Linked DNA regions of Mus musculus: all the other regions are linked to region 1. The links are chromatin contacts, called in public promoter capture Hi-C maps. All regions are on one chromosome and are shown on one strand. The core of a region is the stretch at or near the end of the contact, and the rest is flanking DNA. Distances in the headings are between cores, read along the strand shown.

Evidence for each region. Promoter capture Hi-C pulls out the DNA fragments that hold promoters and counts their contacts.
Region 2: a contact with region 1 is called in a promoter capture Hi-C map of pre-B cells, with 2.4 times the contacts expected there. The contact joins the promoter of Tmem9 here to the promoter of Nek7 in region 1.
Region 3: a contact with region 1 is called in a promoter capture Hi-C map of pre-B cells, with 6 times the contacts expected there. The contact joins the promoter of Kif21b here to the promoter of Nek7 in region 1.
Region 4: a promoter capture Hi-C map of the C10 cell line shows a contact between it and region 1, with 2.8 times the contacts expected there. The contact joins the promoter of Camsap2 here to the promoter of Nek7 in region 1. A contact is called at or near these places in 1 of 39 promoter capture datasets (the C10 cell line) and 2 of 115 datasets of contacts at active chromatin or transcription factors (astrocytes and embryonic forebrain).

Annotation. Positions count from the first base shown.
Region 1 is chr1:138,618,499-138,621,011 of GRCm38.p6, forward strand. Nek7 (NIMA (never in mitosis gene a)-related expressed kinase 7) reads right to left here and starts at 1,259. Exons shown (of 10, transcript NM_021605.4): 1 at 1,054-1,259.
Region 2 is chr1:136,016,746-136,019,258 of GRCm38.p6, forward strand. It overlaps Tmem9 (transmembrane protein 9), which reads left to right and starts at 1,256. Exons shown (of 6, transcript NM_025439.3): 1 at 1,256-1,317; 2 at 1,761-1,862. The coding sequence starts at 1,797. It also overlaps a transcript of Igfn1 not described here.
Region 3 is chr1:136,130,130-136,132,642 of GRCm38.p6, forward strand. It overlaps Kif21b (kinesin family member 21B), which reads left to right and starts at 1,261. Exons shown (of 35, transcript NM_001039472.2): 1 at 1,261-1,633. The coding sequence starts at 1,593. Gm15850 (predicted gene 15850) reads right to left here and starts at 1,054. Exons shown (of 3, transcript NR_046170.1): 1 at 892-1,054.
Region 4 is chr1:136,344,844-136,347,356 of GRCm38.p6, forward strand. Camsap2 (calmodulin regulated spectrin-associated protein family, member 2) reads right to left here and starts at 1,261. Exons shown (of 18, transcript NM_001347109.1): 1 at 456-1,261. The coding sequence starts at 594.

The DNA of each region.
Region 1 (2,513 bases), core at 9-2,508:
CAGCCATGAATACTAGTGAGAAATGCTACAAAGCACTGCAGGCTTTATCTTTTATTCATCATTTTCAGAGTTTGTCCGGTTGTCCCAAACTATAAATTTTTGAGTATGAGTACTAAACCTTTCTTGGATCACATCAACATCCCATCGTCTAGAAGAGAACAGATTTATAATAAGCTTATTCGGAACATTATTCTGTAAAGCAACTCTATCAAAGCACACCGTCATGAACGTCAGTTCCTCCCGGGAACTGCAGATTCCTTGGAGGAGAAACTAAAGAGTGGTCCTAATAATGCTCTATAAACTGCGGGCATTGAATCCAATTACAACCTTTAAAGTTAGTAATCTCAAAAAGAAAAAAAAGTCCTTTACATCTCTAGATTGTTTTTGCTATATTCAGTTCCATCACCAGAATTGTAAAGGGCACAAAACATATCTTACTTTAAAGTAAATATATTCTTAGTGTTTAGCGCGGGCAAAGACTTAGGCTATTCGAGTATAGTATGTGAGTCAATAAATGTATCTCTTGTGGGTCTTCCAAGGCCTCTAGCACCAGGCGGAGGCTATCGACATTGCTTAGCAGCATCTTCCACGGCCTAACTTCACCTTCGCCCCACTGGGACTCAGCTCATACTTTGCTGCATCCCAGCCCTGGATCGGTTTCAATCGGACCTCGACCTGACTACCCCACCACTCACGCTCGACTGACTCCCCGGTCCGTGAACTTCACTTTTCTAAACTGGGCTGCAGCCGAATCGGTTGAGCCAATCCTCGAGCTGTAAATAGCCAAGGTGACCAATGAGCTCAGCCCGGAGGCGGGTCTTCGCTGGAGTTCCTCCTGTCGGAGCCCGGAGACCTGTTGCCGCCACCACCACCGTCGTGGAGCTTCCTGGGGTCGAAGCGCCCGGACTCTGAGCTCCTGCAGCCAGCGGCCTGCACCACGCTCCGCCAGTTGCAGGCGTCCCGGGCGGTCCTCGGAGGCACGAGAGCCCGAGGCCCCACGCGGCCCGCCCGCTCCCCGCACCGGCCCCACCCGGCCGGGCCGTACATACTCACCGGGGCGCCGGGGCAGCTCGGTCTACGCGGGCTGCAGGGCTGCGGGATCCGGGGCCGATCGCCTCTCCCCGCGCCACTGCAGGCGCCGGCTCCCACCCTGCTCGGCCCGCGCTTCCCACTGCGAGGTTAGCGGCGGCCCATCCTCCCGGCTCCGCTCCTCCTCCGGCGGCCGCGGCTGTCAGGAGGGTAAACATCCCGGCATCCCCGAGGAGAGGGCGGGCCGCCGCAGGCCCCTCCCCGCGCCCGCACCCTGCTCCGGAGCCCACGCTACCACTTTCCCGAGAACTGGGGTGTGCCTCGCTTACGGCGGTCGACCCCTGCCTCCAGATCGGAGTTTTTTGATCCCACTTACCAAGTAGTTTAAGCTGCCTCTACATGGTGTCAGTGCAGGCAAACGAGAGTTTTCCCGGAGTCTGGCTAAGCAAATCTAGACTTTAGCGTCCCAGTTTTAAGAAAGCTTTTCAGGACCCTTCCGAAAGTTGAACTAGTTGGTAGGTATGCAGAATCTTTGGGATACAGGCACACTCACAAAGTGGCATTACAAAAATATTACATTAGATAAATTCGTTTACACGTCACATATTTGCAATATGGGTCTCTCCCTAGTACATGGAGCTTTTCAAAAGCAAAGCTTTGATTCCTACTGTTCCACTAACCAGATTTGAACGAATGGAGCGAACAGCTAGGAGGCAGTGTAGAGTCTGTCATACCTAGATGCTAATCATTCAGTGGCCAGTCGCTTAACTTATCGTGGTCTTTCTTGGAAGTCAGCCTTAACGCCTCTCCTTAGAAACAGACGATGACATACAACAGCGTGCTTGAGCACAGATCTTAACCATTTGATATCAGTAGGCCTTTTTCTGGTTTCGTTCCCCTGCCAAGGGAATAGAGCCAAAAAACAACAACAAGAAAAAGCGGTATTATAGCTCAAATGGATTAAAACAATAGAAGCAAGATTTAGAAAGTTTGGGCCAGCAAGATGACTCAGGAGTTTGATTCCCAGGACCCACAAATTGTTTTCTGACATCCGTACTGCAATGTGACACACACACGAATGCAAGTATGTGAAATATAATTAGAAAAGAATGCAAACGTTAATTTTAGTAAGAAAATTAAATTTCAAGAGGTGACGTTGGGGCAAGTGCTTAATCGGTACAGATTTGCCAGGTGGAGTTCTACAATCAGCTACGTGCAAGAGCCCTGCTCTCATAAAACTTAGCTTCAGTGAGGAAGTCCAAATTACCTAATGTCTTTTATATCTATTTCATAGAGAAACAAAGCTCGGGGTGTGAGTGCTCCTTTAAACATGTTTATCAGGGAAAGTCACTTGGAATTTGAGCAGAGACCTGAAGATGTGAGAAAAGGAGCCATGTGACTGTCAGGAAGTAGACTGTTTTACCCAGGAAATGCAAGGTTACCCTGTCAGGCATGGGTTCGCCATGTTGGAGAAACAGCCAGTA
Region 2 (2,513 bases), core at 6-2,505, 2.6 Mb before region 1:
GTCATCAACAAATTTGCTTAGTATATAGAGACTACCCATAAGTTCTGTGACTCTAGAGAACCCTGACTAAAACAACCATTGTTTTTTGGTTTTTGTTTTTGTAATAAATATCAAGTTATACAAGAGCAGAGATGGGGCTGAAGAGATGGCTTAGTGGTTACGTGTACTGACTGCTCTTCCAAAGGTCCTGAGTTCAATTCTCAGCAACCATATGGTGGATCACAACCATCTGCAATGTGATCTGACACCCTCTTCTGGTGTGTCTGAAGACAACTACAGTGTACTCATATACATAAAATATAAATAAATCTTAAAAACAACAACAAAAAAAGAGAACAGAGACAAGGCTAGCCTCCCCCTCCCCCAGGCAGCTTCAGTGTCTTATATAGTACCCACCACAAATAGTGCTCAGATAATATGTCTAAGGAGGAAAACTCTTTTGTGACACATGACTTTCTATACTAAATTTCATTCTGGCCATATGACTATTCTTCTTTCCAGGAGCCCCAACCCATCAAAGCTGTAGGGACCCTTAGCTAAGGAAACTGGTACCCAGAGAGGGAATGCATGTTTTCTAGGGTAACACAGGAGCTTAGTTCGATGCACTTGAGGCCAAAGCTCAAGTGTCCTCACTGCAGTGGCCCCTGGACTCAGGTGACTCCAGTTTCCTTCACTGCTGCTAAGAAGTTCACATCTGTCCCTCTGCAGCCTGTAACCTCCTCCTAGTCCCAGACTGGCCTAGTACACCTTGTTTCAATTTGCCAGGCCTTCAGAACCAGTGCAGGCTAAGGAGGCACAGCTCCCTCCAGCCCACGCCTATTACTAATCCTGTCTTGCCCTCTTTGGCATATGTCTTTGTGTGTAGGAATAGAGCCTGGGCCCTTGAGTTCCTTGTTAAAAAACAAAACAAAACAAAACAAAAATGTGTCTCTATAATAATATTTTCAGACTATGAATAAGCACAATGGTCCTTGATCTTGTTCTAAAATCATTACTAGTTTCATTTCTAAAATGCTTTCTCTGAAACAGTAAGATAGTATAAGGCGAGGACAAACAAAGCACTCTAGGAGGAGTTGAACGGACCCACAGGGCTAGAGCTTCAGTTTTCAGTAGGAAAGGCAGACATTCCCTTTTCTTGCTAAATCCTGGTAGAGAAATGCGTGCCTCTCCCTAGATTGTAAGCCTCCGGGACCAAGAGAAGGTGGGTCTTGTTGTCTTGGCAACTAGCGAGGTTGGGCTGAGCGGCGACTGTAGCAGCCAATAGATGCTGAAGGGGTGGAGCCTGCTGATCAGTGGCGGCTGCGGCTGAGCTTGCAGGTTGGTAGACTCGGCATTGGGGGAGGGGTACGGGGGTCGCAGGGACACTGGGGGTTCACAGCCACCCCAAATCCTTAGGCAGGGTGTGCAGTACTCTTGGCGGTCGGAATCGGGGCTTCTGGTTGGGCCTGAGCGGCGCCACCAGGGCGGTGGAGGCAGAGATGGCGGAGGGCGGTGGGAGGAGAGGTGAGGGTCGGAACGCGGCCTGGTGACAGGATCTGGGGGCTCCGGGCGGCTGTAACCTCAGAAAACTCCCTCTGCTAGTGCACAGATAGCTTTTGAGAGCTGGGCTTGGTGAGGAGAGGGAAAGGTTTAGAAGGCCAGGAATCCTGGAACTCAGCCCTCTTCCCTCGTCTGGCAAAGCTGAAAAGGGGCCGAGGGTGCTGCCTCTGTTGTGACCACTATCCCTTTTTCCGACTCCATGTTTCTTTTTATCCCCCCAGGCATCTAGTCTTGCTGGCTCAGCAAGCCCGATAAGCATGAAGCTGCTGTGTTTGGTGGCTGTGGTGGGGTGCTTGCTGGTGCCCCCAGCTCAAGCCAACAAGGTGAGGGAAGTGGGCCAGCGGCACCTTGTTCCTGGGCTGCCGCCGAGGTAGCCGAAACGCCACCCTGACCCCTCCCCCACCCGAGAACCCTACTTGGGGGCGGGGACCTTACCTGGGACAAGCTGCTGGCCTTCCTAAGGGTGTAGGGAGCACGGGGTTCAGAGCCTACCGCACAGGGTCCGGACCAAACTAGCCCTAGGTAGACTTCTCCGCAAGCAAGAAAGTTTAAGAAAAGTTACCCAAGTTCTCTGTATCTTCCTTTGCCCCAAGTAAAAACAGCTGTGGTCGAATCTCCTGCTCAATTTGATAGTCAAATCATGTAATGTTGTAAAATGCTCTGAGTGTAAAGGCATGCACAGATGGGAGCTTTTTGGCTTCAAAGCTAACCCAGCTGCACTGTGGACTCCAGAGGCTGCTCTCATTCCTTCCGGGTGGGAGACCCGCAGCTAGGTTTAGATGATGTACGCGGCTCTAGGCTGTCCGCTTTCGATTCTGACTCTCCCTGAGACACTGAAATAACATTGAGTATTAGGGCTTGCGTGCTTCTTTGCTCTTCAAGGAATTCCTGACGGGAGTCTTCCCGTGATAATGTCCCAGTTTTCTTTATTCATCCCTTTCCCCTTTCTAACCTAAGGAGTTAAGACAGAATTG
Region 3 (2,513 bases), core at 11-2,510, 2.5 Mb before region 1:
ACAGGCACCTGGGTTCCCGAGTGGAGCAGTCACAGATGGGGGTGGGGAGTGGGGAATGATGGCACCAAGAAGTGGATCCTCAGGACCCTAACGTACATCCCAGCCAAGACGTCTCACAGGGTTTCATCATCTGAGGCTGATGCAAGAAGCTTGGAGCCAGACTCCCCTGCCTCCCCTCCCCCAGAGGTCTCCATCCACATCTTGAGCTGCAGCTGGGTCCTCCTCTTGGGCCTTTTCCAGAGGAAGGAGCTGGGTGAAGCCTGGGAAGGGAGGGCAGCTGGTGAGGGGCCCTGTGAATGGTCCTAATGTTGGTTGTTGGGGGGCAGGGAGAAGAGTGGGGCTGGGAGGGTGCAGGGGTGAACTGGAATGGGACTTGACTTCACATTACTGGTCTCCTTTCTCATAGCCCTGTGTTGAAAAGTCTCCTGGGCTAATCCTTTATATACATTTCTGATGGCAGCGCTGGCCTCCTTTGCCTTCTAGCTTCTCCCAGGTATCTGGAGTCAAGTGCTTCTTTGTTCCTACTACTTCCCAGGCAGATCTGGCCTCCCACATCGACTCCCCCACACACAACCCGCCCCCCCCCCCCACTGTCACAAAGAGTGTGAACCAGGCCCTGTGGGTCATAAAGGTTAGTGGGACCCTGGTTTAGTGAGGAGAACCTGAGCCAGTCAGCCATCAAAGCAAACTATGAGCTTAAAGATGTTGCAGAGTGGAGGTGGGGAAATTTACTTCCACATCAACAAGAATCCCCTTCAATAAAGGTTGGCGGATTTACCGAAATAAATGCAGAAGGGACACTTCGCTGACTCTTTCAAATTGCAAATTGCTCATCTCTATGAGATGCTTTGAGGTGCAGCACACCGCCCAGCCCAGAGACCAGGTTCTTACCCATGCCTAGCCACAGACTCGCTGTATGACCTTGGGGTGTTCCTCTTTGAGTCCCGTTCCTCATTTAGGAAAGGAAGATCCCACTGAGACTGAGGTACCATGACTTCGAGGGCCGTGGTTCCCGAATGGTCAACTTCCCAGGGACGAGTCCATCATGCCACTCCCGCTTTCACTCCCAAGCCCTCCAATCCTACCCCGCCCCTCCCAGCCACCCGATGGACGGGAGCCAAGAGGTCTCTTTAAAGGCTCAAGTCCCGCCTCTGCTGCTCGTTGGGGCCTTCTATTGGCGGCCTCTGGGAGGGGCGGGGCCCTGCGCGGCTCTGAGGGGCTGGGGGTGGGTCCTGAGGTGGCTCGGCCCCCGCCCCCTTTGTTCGCGCTGCGGCGGGAGGTGGCGGTCCGGGTGGGAGGTGTGTGCGCGCGCGTGTGCCGCGCTGTAGGGAGCTGCGGGTCTCACTGCCCGCTGTCAACGAGCTCAGCACCTCCGCGCGATGGCTGGAGGAGACGCATGGGACCAGCCCCGTGGGGCCGGCCGCGGCTGAGCCCCTCTGCCGCCTCCTGCGAGCATGTCACCTCCAGCCTACGAGGTCGCTTTCGCTAGCAGGGTCCCTGCCTCCGCCTTCTGCAGCCGCAGCCGCTGCCTGGAGCAGTGGCCCCCGGACCCCCGCCCCTGATCCGCGCCCAGACCCTGGTGCCGGAGGACCATGGCTGGCCAGGGCGACTGCTGCGTCAAAGTGGCCGTCAGGTAAGGGTCGATGGCGGGGAAGGGGCGTGCGAGGAGGGGTTCGAGCTTTGTCTCGCGTGTTCTCGGGCGGGGGGCGCGGGCACCGCTCGAGCTGGAGTCTGCAGTCCAGGAGGAGGGGCCGACGCGCGCTGGCCCGGCTGCCGCAGGGGAGCGGCGGCCCAGCGGACTGATGGAAGGTGGCTTTGTTTGGGTGGTAATTTCTGGCCCCTCTTGGGAGCACTTAATGATCAGAAAATCGAATAAACAAGGAAATCCGGTATTTCACACCCAGCTTTGGCCCAGGCCGGAGCGTCTGTGTGTTTCCTCTTGTCCTCCCCATGAGGCTGCTGTCTCATTCTGGGGTATAGGAGGGAATCCCCCCTCCCCCCATCTACCCCAGTTAGCCAGTTCTACGCTCTTGATCCAGCTCACCATCCTGGGAGCGGATACAACAGACAAAGATCGGTTGTGGGACCCATGAAAGGGTTGGAATGGTGCCTTGGCTTTCCACGGGGTGCCAATGGCTTTTGGAGAAAGCCCTGCTGGTCCTGCCCCAAGAGGAGATGGTGCTAGGGAGGAAGAAAAAGGTGTATCCGAGGGACTAATCCAGAAGGGGTGAAAGGGGTGACAGGACCCTAATGCTACATTCACAGGCACAAAGGTGAAACTGAGCAGGGGGGAAGGGCCCCTAGATTTATCTGGATTCCCATTCCCGATATCTGTAGGTATTAGAAGTAATCTGGCAGACATTAAGAGGAAAGAGGACGGGACTTAGTGGGTTCTTTTCCTAGGGGCACACAGGTGCAGGGACAGGAAATGCTACAAAGTTGAACTCTCTGTTCTTTGCAGAGAGTGAAGATGCCTCCCACCAGCTCTCCCGACTGTGTTTTGTGGTCTTCTC
Region 4 (2,513 bases), core at 11-2,510, 2.3 Mb before region 1:
TACTGCACTTCAACACTGACCACCTTTCATCCTACATAGCCTGACTAGCAACCACCATTACAAATGTCAAGATCAATATAGTACCCCACCTTCTTCCAGTAATAAGCTCAGATTTCTTGGTATGGTAACCACAATTATGACCGAAAGGGAAACGTATGCAAGATAATAAGGAAAACACCACACATTAGAGCCATTTTGGGAAAACACGATAATTTGCTCGCGGAATTTAGACACACGCTATTCAATAAAAGGAACCCGGTCAACCCCTCCCGCGTCAGTCAAGGGCACCTCATTTAAGACCAAACCTGCCTTCTTTCTTTCTCCTAGAGCTCGTCTCCCGTCATCTCCCTAAACCTGTACCGGAAGATACACATGGGGGAGGGGGCTGGAATCAGGAACAAAAACTGGGATGTGGACAGCATCGGGAGGAAGAGGAAAGGGACGACACCACTTACCTGTCCCAAAGGCTTTGGCCACCAGCCAGGCCAGATTGCAGGCGATTTTGGCCCTGGAGAAGTCATAGTGGTCAAAGGGTTTGATGGCTGGAACAATGAACGTCCTTCTCATCTCCCGCGGGTCTGCAGCATCCCCCATCTTTCACGGCGGCTGGTTGGGATGGAGGGACGACGGCCTTCACATGGTGTGGCGGAGAGAGGAGTTCAGATCGTCCGCGCCGGTCGCGGCCCTCCCGGGCGCCGGGCACGGAAAAGCTCAGCTGTGCTCGTCGCGAGTCCGCCGCCCGCGGGAGCCGCCGCGGCCCCGGGCATAGACGTGAGGCGGCACCCGGCCGCGCTCGCTCCGGCCCGGGTCTGCCCCTCCGCCTCCCCTTTGTCTCCGTTTAGTCACACGGGCTCGCAGGAGGGTGGCGGCTGAGAGGGCCCGGAATGCTCGGGCGGGGGCAGCCTGGACGATCACGTCGCGGACAGTGTCCCCGCCATGGCGGAGCGCGCACGCCCCGCCTCACTCACGGCCGCCCCTCGGGCCGCGGGACCCGCCGCGGAAAACGTCAGAATCGCTGCAGCGCGCGAGCCGCCCGCGGCCCGGCGCTTCTCCGGCGCTCCGATCGCCGCCGCCCGCCTCCTCGGCGCAGCTCAGGGCCAAGGCAGCGGCCTGGGGGAGGCCGCAAATCAAATCACGGGCCCTCGGCTCCTGCCTTATCGGGCTTGTCCTCGTATTTTCCGCTACCCCTCCCGTGGCCGGACGCCTCGCTCCCCTTCAGCCGCCGCCGCCGCCGTCGCTGCGGTTTTCCGGCTGCGGCACTGGATGGAAAGAGCAGATGGGAACACTGAGCATGCGCCTGGCGCGCCCGGCCCCGCCCCCGCCGCTGTCTTGCGCCGCCATGCGCACTGAGCATGCCCAGCCTCGCTGCCGCCCGCGATGGGCTCCGCGCCCCTATCCATTAATCAGCACAGTGCCCGCTGGATTGGACGTTCTGTACATCCGCAGCTTTGGGCTGCTGCCGCCGACACTGCTGGACGAGGGAAGGAAAGAAAGGGAGAGGAGAGGCTTTTCTCCTCCCGCTACACGTGGTTCAGCCAAGAGAATTGATATTTGTTTCAAATGCTGCTTATGTCACACGCGTATTGCTGAGAATTTGCCTTGCACACCCATTTAATCCTTGCAGTAACCCTGAGAGAGGTGATACAGCTGGTTGACCACGAAATTATGGAGGGATGCAGTAACTTAAGTCACCCATGGGGTTTAACCAGGGTTGAAGGTCAGGTTTAAACTCTCCAAAGCTGTATACATTTCACGTCATGACGTTTTAACTTGATACTCCCCACTTAAGTTTTCTAAGTGAAGGATCCGGTTTTTTGGTACCTTCTGTTTCCTCGTAGAAAGAAACATAAACCCTTCCACAAAGAACATCCACAATTATGATTTGTCGCAGTTCGTCTTGCCAGAACTCTCTCCGTTCCCCCACATGGGTATGCTTTCTCAGAGCTGTGCGCTGCCTGTCTCTGTGGTCTCTGTCCACAGTAGTCACTCCCTCCAGAAAGCCTTCCCTGATACTGCCAACTTCCCGTGCAGAACTGATTCCAGAGCAATGTATGTCCTTTATGTCATAACTTGTCACACTGCATTCCAACCACCAACTGTCTTTAGCTTTCAAGCTGACTTGCCTTGTCTCTGACACCTATATGATGCTAAACCTCACAGTAGTTGCTCTATCAATGTCTAGGGTCAAAGGGAGAATGTTACTGTAGTTAACACCGAGTTTGGTTAACTTTCTAATTCCCCACTTCTTGTTTTAACACATCTGATTTTAATTTATGTAATCCTGGGTGGTTTTCATTTTACAGATGAGAGAGCTAAGAGTCAGAAAAGCCTCTTAAATTGCAGATATAGTAAAGGCATAGTCACAGTCTGAACCCAGAACTATCTTACTTTGTACGACTAGGGCCTCCCTATTATCATCAGCCGTTAAGATGGGAGACATATGAAACATGAGGGGAGGCGTTTTGATCCCTACTATCGAAAAGGGCAGCTCCAGGAGCAAGCCCCTCCCTTTT